Regions from separate parts of the Sus scrofa genome. Here region 1 is linked to region 2. The links are chromatin contacts, called in public HiChIP or PLAC-seq maps. All regions are on one chromosome and are shown on one strand. The core of a region is the stretch at or near the end of the contact, and the rest is flanking DNA. Distances in the headings are between cores, read along the strand shown.

The links. HiChIP or PLAC-seq counts read pairs in DNA pulled down with a chosen protein or histone mark.
Region 1: a contact with region 2 is called in an H3K27ac HiChIP or PLAC-seq map of alveolar macrophages. The contact joins two enhancer-like sites. A contact is called at or near these places in 1 of 5 promoter capture datasets (liver), 8 of 47 Hi-C or Micro-C datasets (alveolar macrophages, brain, heart right ventricle and 4 more) and 2 of 2 datasets of contacts at active chromatin or transcription factors (alveolar macrophages and skeletal muscle).

What each region holds. Positions count from the first base shown.
Region 1 is chr16:24,753,312-24,756,795 of Sscrofa11.1, reverse strand. The region is part of intron 1 of DAB2 (disabled homolog 2); the gene reads left to right. All of the region lies in intron 2 of LOC102163534 (a long non-coding RNA gene), which reads right to left. Among named protein-coding and RNA genes, the nearest start is that of DAB2, 22 kb to the left of the region's middle. Within about 2 kb of position 1,360, at least 25 of the 83 cell types and tissues checked have an H3K27ac peak or open chromatin away from gene starts, as enhancers often do. A contact at or near this core is called in alveolar macrophages, where this site is marked.
Region 2 is chr16:24,640,700-24,644,252 of Sscrofa11.1, reverse strand. The region is part of intron 2 of DAB2 (disabled homolog 2); the gene reads left to right. Among named protein-coding and RNA genes, the nearest start is that of C9, 67 kb to the right of the region's middle. Within about 2 kb of position 1,587, at least 17 of the 83 cell types and tissues checked have an H3K27ac peak or open chromatin away from gene starts, as enhancers often do. A contact at or near this core is called in alveolar macrophages, where this site is marked.

The sequences.
Region 1 (3,484 bases), core at 111-2,610, 110 kb before region 2:
CCATACCACCTAAAGGATTTTAAAGTGGGTACTCACTGAATTTGGAGTCAACATAGAAAGCTGGTAAAAAGAAAAAACCTTCCCCTTCCAAGATTTTTCTCCTTTTGAACTAAGCTTTAGGAGTTCCCATTGTGGCTCAGCAGAAACGATTATGACTAGCATTCATGAGGATGCAGGTTCTATCCCTGACCTCACTCAGTGCGCTGATGATCTGGCGTTGCTGTGGCTATGTTGTAGGTCACAGATGCAGCTCGGATCCCGCATTGTTGTTGGCTGTGGTGTAGGCCAGCAGCTACAGCTCTGATTTGACCCCTAGCCTGGGAACCTCCATATGCTGAGGGAGTGGCTGTAAAAAAAAGACAAACAAAGTAAAATAAGCTTCATACTTGGGACCCCAAGAATCTGGATGAAGAAAGAAAAAAGATCAAAATCACATTGTTCTAAATACATAGCTATTTGAAAATATGTAGAAAACCATGAAGAAATCCATGGAACTAGGAGCAAACTACAAGTGCATAGGAGGGGATTTGTCATGCACAAATTGTGGATCAGTCTCTATTGTCCCTGATGGCTCCAACCAGGGAATGTGTCTGTCCTCCTGTTGACATAGGGTGGGCCTAGAACAAAGAAAGTTGATGACATAAACATATCCTTTTCCCAGCACTTGAGTGTGTGTGATTTAACCTTTAACTCCTGCTTGTTGATGTAGGTGAGATGTCACATACTTTCAACTGTTTTAAACTGTTGGCAACTGTTTAAAGTGTTTTCATCACCCAGTCCACTAAGATGGAGTCAGGCTCAGTCTAACCCTTCATTGTAATTAAGCCGCCTCCCCCACCTTCTCTCTTTTCTCTTTGCCACTTCCTCCAGACCACAACAGGAAAGCAGCGACAAAGACCAGGGCTCAGCCTGGTAGTCACTGTAAATCTGCAGTTACTTCAAGTGTTGCTTCCTGTTTTTGAAAGAATACATTCCTAGCATGGAATAGAGACTGAGGTCTTGTGACCAACTGTGAACAAATGATTTAAATCATGACACAAAACAATAGGGAGTCCGTATCAAATACTGTAATCCCGTTTTCATCCTCCTTTAATTCTTCAGACTCAGAGATAAAGCCTCTTACTTCCTCTAGATCAAACCTGAGATGAAAAGACAAAACAGTGCCTTCTACCCAGCTCACACTTAAAGGAAATTCGTTCCACCTTTTCCTGAGGTAAAATCCATCTGTCTACTTTATTCAGGGCAGAAATTTTAAATGGACATATATCTGTTTAATGTTTAAGCAAAAAGTGTAAAATTCTTGCTAGTTTTGCCTTTGCAAGACAACGGTCCTTCTACCGTCAGAGGAGGGGGGCGTAAAAATTCTCAGCAGTGTAATTTCATATGTATTTTTTTCTTAATGGTCATTCTTGGTTTCCTTAGAGATAGGAGACAATTCTACTGTAAGAATTGACTCTTACGCCACCAGCAGAATGACAGTGCATAGAGAACACATACCTGGAAAAATGAACTTGGATAGACTAGACACTACCATCAGCATTTTCATCTTTTCAGTCTGAGCTTGCGCTCATTTCTTGGAAAGGAAATCTCTGTTTCATTAAAGAAAGTGGGTTATGCAAAAATAACAGTGGGAGGCAGTGGGGTGGAGGTAGGGTAGAGGAAGGTCACTGCATGACTCAGGGAAGCTTGTTTCTATAATTAATATCTTAAGCCATTTTACTTCATATTTAAAATAGAATTATATGGTCAGAAGGGGAAAAACCAACACACAGCTAAAATAGAGTTTAAAATCATACATATAGGATACTGATACTGTTACATAGCTAAAGTGGGATGTGTCAAAACTATACATGTATATGTACATCTGTATGTACAGACAGACCTACATATAATCACACATAGCTAAAGTAGGGTGTGTCTTTTATGTGTTTATTAAACATAGATTTTGTTGTTAAAATTTTTATTTTTTATTTATTTTTATCAAAGTATAGTTGATTTACAATATTTCAGGTGTTCAGCAAAGTGATTCAGTTATACATATACCCAGATATATCTACTCTTTTTGAGATTCTTTCCCTTATAGGTTATTGCAAAATATGGAGTATAGTTCTCTGTGCTATACAGTAGGTCCTTGTTGGTTATCTCTCTTACATACAGTAGTGTGTGTGTGTTAATCTCAATTTCCTAATTTATCCCTCCCCACCGTCTTTCCCCTTTGGTAACCATAACTTTGTTTTCTATGTCTCGTGAATCTATTTGTTTCTTTAAATAAGTTCATTTGTATCTTTATTAAAATGTAGATTCTTAAATCATCCATGCTAGATAATAAAAGACCATCTCAGCTGAACTGTCTACTGGGAAATGCATTAAAATCTTTCCACAAAAATGTTTAAAAACCATAGCTTGAATTCTTATTTCACCAGTCATTTAAAGCTGTCACATCCATTAATACACCTTGAAAGTGGTGGGAAAAGTCAGGCACTTTTGGAATCATGATACCTGTTTTAGGTACCATCTTTAATCACTCCTTGCATTAAATAATCCAGTCGCCCAGTGGATTAATTTTAAAGAGTTCATGTACAAGTCAGAAATGGCCTTGAGGATTACCACCTAAAAATATATCCCCTGACATAGAATATCCCATCTGTAGAGAACAAAACTTGGGAAATTGATGTTTTATGGTGCATGCTAATTAAACATTAGAAGCTCCAAATTCAGATTTAAGGCATTATCAAATTTCTTTTCTTTTTTTTGCGTAATAAAGTTTTATGGGAACATAGGTATGCAATCATTTACATATTATTAATGTCTACGTTTGTTAATGATTTCTAAATTACAAGTTAGAGAATGTGAAATTTTACATGATTCAGTCCGACACAGCAGTAATTATCCAGGGAACTACATACTTCTTGGCCTTCATATTTTGACTGACAAGTAGACAAGAAAGGGCAGAAACAAAGGGCAGAGGCAGATTAAGCTCTGCATGATATCAGAGCAGCCCATTAAAGTGACATAATTTAGTCCAAAGCTAATATCACTTGACAATTTAATGTTTTAAATAAAATTTGGTCAAGATGTTTTTGATATAAAGACAAAACCTGCAACACCTGAAACTGTATTTTGTTTGTAAAAAGTATTCCATTAACGTGATGTATGTTTTGTGGCATTTATGCACATCAAGGTATTAGGACAAGGCACAGGAGTTCCCATTGTAGCTCCACGGGTTGAGAACCTGACAGTGTCCATGAGGATGCAGGTTCAATCCCTGGTCTTGCTCAGTGGGTTAAGGATCCTGCATTGCCCCAAGCTGTGGCGTAGGTTGCAGCCATGGCTCCGTCTGGCACTGCTATGATTGTGGTGTAAGCCTGAACTGTAGCTTTGATTCAGTCCCTAGCCCAGGAACTTCCATCTGCCACAGGTGGGGCTGTAAGAAGAAAAAAGAGAGAGAGAGAGAGAGAGAGAAAGGAAACCAGAATAACCAGAA
Region 2 (3,553 bases), core at 338-2,837:
ATAGGCCTCCATGACACTAGCAGAAAGTTTATTGCCTTGAGAATTCGAGAGTATTTGGGATCGAGCTCTCCTTAATCTTTGGGGAAGGTCTCTTTTGGTTGAAGTGCTAGGTGTGTGGCAGTAAACAATGCTACGTTTAATACACTGTGCCCTGTGCAGTGTGGATAGTCTTGTTGGGAGAGCACAAAGGAGGCCTGGTGGTTTTCCCCAGTGTGTATTTCTGGTACAGGTTATTTCTTCTACATCCCTAATCGGGATCCTCCTAGAGCAGTCTCGTTTTTTTTCCTGTTGGTGATGAATAACTTCACTTCCCCTTCCCTTCCCACTCCCGGCCCTGTCTCTTCTTATCCAAATGGCTGCCTAAGAAATCAGTTCTTCTTAAGCTATACCCTTCTCCATTTTAATGTATGGCCAGAACAGGCAGATGGGAAGGGAACGTCTTCCAACTTTGAGCCTTGACACACTGGTCGTTGCCATTCTGATGATCTTGGACCCATCAGATCTTCTCCTGACGATGTGAGAGAGGGACAGGAGCATGGCACTTATTCAAAGCCTTGCCTCATTTGTTAAGGGCAGAATCCAGAGTCTGCATTTCCACTCAAAACTTTTTATAGTTGTGGATTCAACTAAAAGCCTAAATTCCTGTGCATTAGCTTACTTGTGTTGTCCAAGAGGTTGAATGGATTTCAGCCATCTTGTTTGGGTTGAAGGGAATTGCTTTTAAGATGCTCGTTGGCTTGAGGGGGTCCAGGGATCCCTGGAAGCTACTGACCAGCCAGTTGGGGTGATATTTATGGGCCTCCTCGGCCGCAGTTACCTGAAGATTTAGAAAGCAGGAAGGCAGAAGCTTTGGTCAGCAGGAGGCTTTGCGAAGACACAGGCTGTTAGTGGTACAGCCAGTATGCACTGCTTCATTTCTCCTTCTCCCCTCATATGTCTGTAAGCCTGTCCTTGCTACCACCAATATTTTTTACCAGAATAGCTTTGAAGGTTTCATGTGTTTCCCTTCCTCAGTCTCTCCTGACTTGAGGATTTAATTAATGCTTTTCTTGGAGACAAAAATAAGATGCTGAAAGATTTGAGAAGGGTGCCAAAGACAGAGCTCTCCAGGGTGTTAAGTTGCCCTAATGGCCAGTGGAAGGCTTGAAAGTGGACTGGTTGGGGAGGTTTTGATATTTGACCAAACGCATAAGGTGTTCTACCCTCCAGGCAGAACCAGAATGAGAACTCGACTGGCAGTATGAAACACCTGTGTAACAGGATGTGGTATTTGAAAATTCTTGAGCACTGCTGTGTAATTCTAAAGTCGAAGCTGTGCCACTGAACTGCACAGAGGTAGGCAGGAGTCACATTTAGTTGAAATAGCTGTAGTGTCAGATCTGTCGGCTTAAGGGAAACCTAACTCATGGTAATGTATCCTGCCTGGATTAGTCCTGTGACTCAGAAGGAAAGGAGGCCATCTAGTCCCCTTCTACAGAGGACATGCTAATTTCTGGTGAGGGGAACAAATGACGCTAAGTATGGACATAAGGGGCAAGCACACAGGCTGGCTTCCCCTTCCCACCTAGCACAGCTGAGTGGTGGGAGTGGTGGTTGAGAGTGTGGGTTCTGGAGCCCATTGCCTCAGTTCAAATCCCACAGACAGCACTGGTGCTCATGTGACCATGAGCAGATTGCATCATCTCTCTGTACTTAAGCTTTCTTATCTGGAAAGAATAATAATACCTACCCCCAAGGCTTATTGGGAAGACTGGTAATCTAATGTGCTTAGAATGCTTTATTTTATGTTTTGTTTTCATTTTGCTCCCTGAACCACTGAACCACTGAATTATGTACCTGGGTGAAAACTGACAGTGGAATAGGGAATTTCTTTGTCAAAGTTGGACCCCACCCGCCTACCTGAAAAATGTTAATCACTTAAGCACCTAATATTAACAAAGCCAGGGAGTTTGCTGGGCTTATGCGAAACGGACTGAGAGTTACTCTCTGTTCTCTGCCTGGCGCCTGCAGTTTAGTTTGGTCAAGCTGACCTCCTCTGGTCTCATTTAAGTCTTTCCCACCTCCCTCCCCCGCCCCCAGACTCTCTACAGAAAGGGAGCAATCCTTCCCCCTGAAGTCAGCATCATAGCAGAAGGAAGTGGGAAAGGAGGGACCACCCGGACTAAACTGAGGGCCTCGGCTAGAAATAAAAAGTCTGAGTCAGTAGAGCCCCATACTGTCCTTGCCCTCATAGCTGGGCAGGTTGCCATGGTTACTCCCCTTCCTGACTCTTTCTCCTACCTTGGAAGGAAGCCTGAGACTCCAGGGTAAGCAAAATCTGAACAAATTGCTTCCTGGTCTGAAAATGGAAGTTACTTTTTCATTAAGTGAGGTAGAATCTCCTCTCTACCCAGCTTATCCTTTTCCTCTTCTTCCCAACTTATTCTAATCCAAAATTTTACTCCAAATGTTCAAATTCTTGCTAATTCCTACATTGTTGCAATAGAGAAACAGTAGGGCTTATGAAGCTTCAGGAACATAAAAGCTATTGTCTCAATATAGAAGCAGCCTGGCAATGTTTCTCTGCTGCCATAACTTATAACTTAGCCCCTAAGCTAGCTAGCGGCAAGTGACCTTTAACTACTGTAAAATTTTGAGTGAACTGGGGGGTGGAATGGGGTGGTGCTGAGTGAGTGTCACCTGCAGGGACGTTACCAGGAGGCAGAATGCATGAGCGCTGTCACTTAGATTTTTAGGTAACGATGGAGAAAAAGGAGCAGGTAGATTAGGAAGTAAGAAGACTGGAAAAGCTGGGTTTGAAACGTTCTCCAGCCTGGAAGGGATTGGAGTGAGGGGTTTATGGCTTAATATTTTCTCTGGGTAAAAAGCTATCTTACTTCTCCTTAGCAATATGATGCAGACTTAGATCTTCATGTAACAGATGAACTGCCATAAGTTCTCATTTAACTGTTAAATTCATTCATTCTTTCAAGATGGGACACTTAGGAGTTCCTATTGTGACTCAGCAGTTAATGAACCTATTATCCACGAGGACTTGGGTTCGATTCCTGACCCCGCTCAGTAGGGTAAGGATCTGGTATTGCCGTGATCTATGGTGTAGGTCGAAGATGCGGCTCAGATCCCACGTTGCTGTGGCTGTGGTGTAGGCCTGCAGCTGTAGCTTCAACTTCACCCCTAGCCTGGGAACCTCCATATGCTGCGGGTATGGCCCTAAAAAGACAAAAAAAAAAAAAAAAAAAAAAAAAAAAATGGGACACTTAGTTAGCTAAATGTAGTTCATGACCAGAGAGAACTCAGCTAAGACTGGTTCTGGTTCTTAGAGTGTGGTCCCCAGACCAGCTACATCAGCATCACTTGGGAACTTGTTAGAAATGCAAATTCTCTGTTCCCATCCCAGATCCACTGAACCAAATATGAGTAGTAGGGCCCATCCAGCTGTATTTCAACAAGCCCTTCACATTAATGTTCATAATTCAGTTGTTCAGTGGAAAGCATAACAAAGTAACTGAATTCCTACAGCCATGAAAGTAATAAAGCAAAGCATTTAAACATA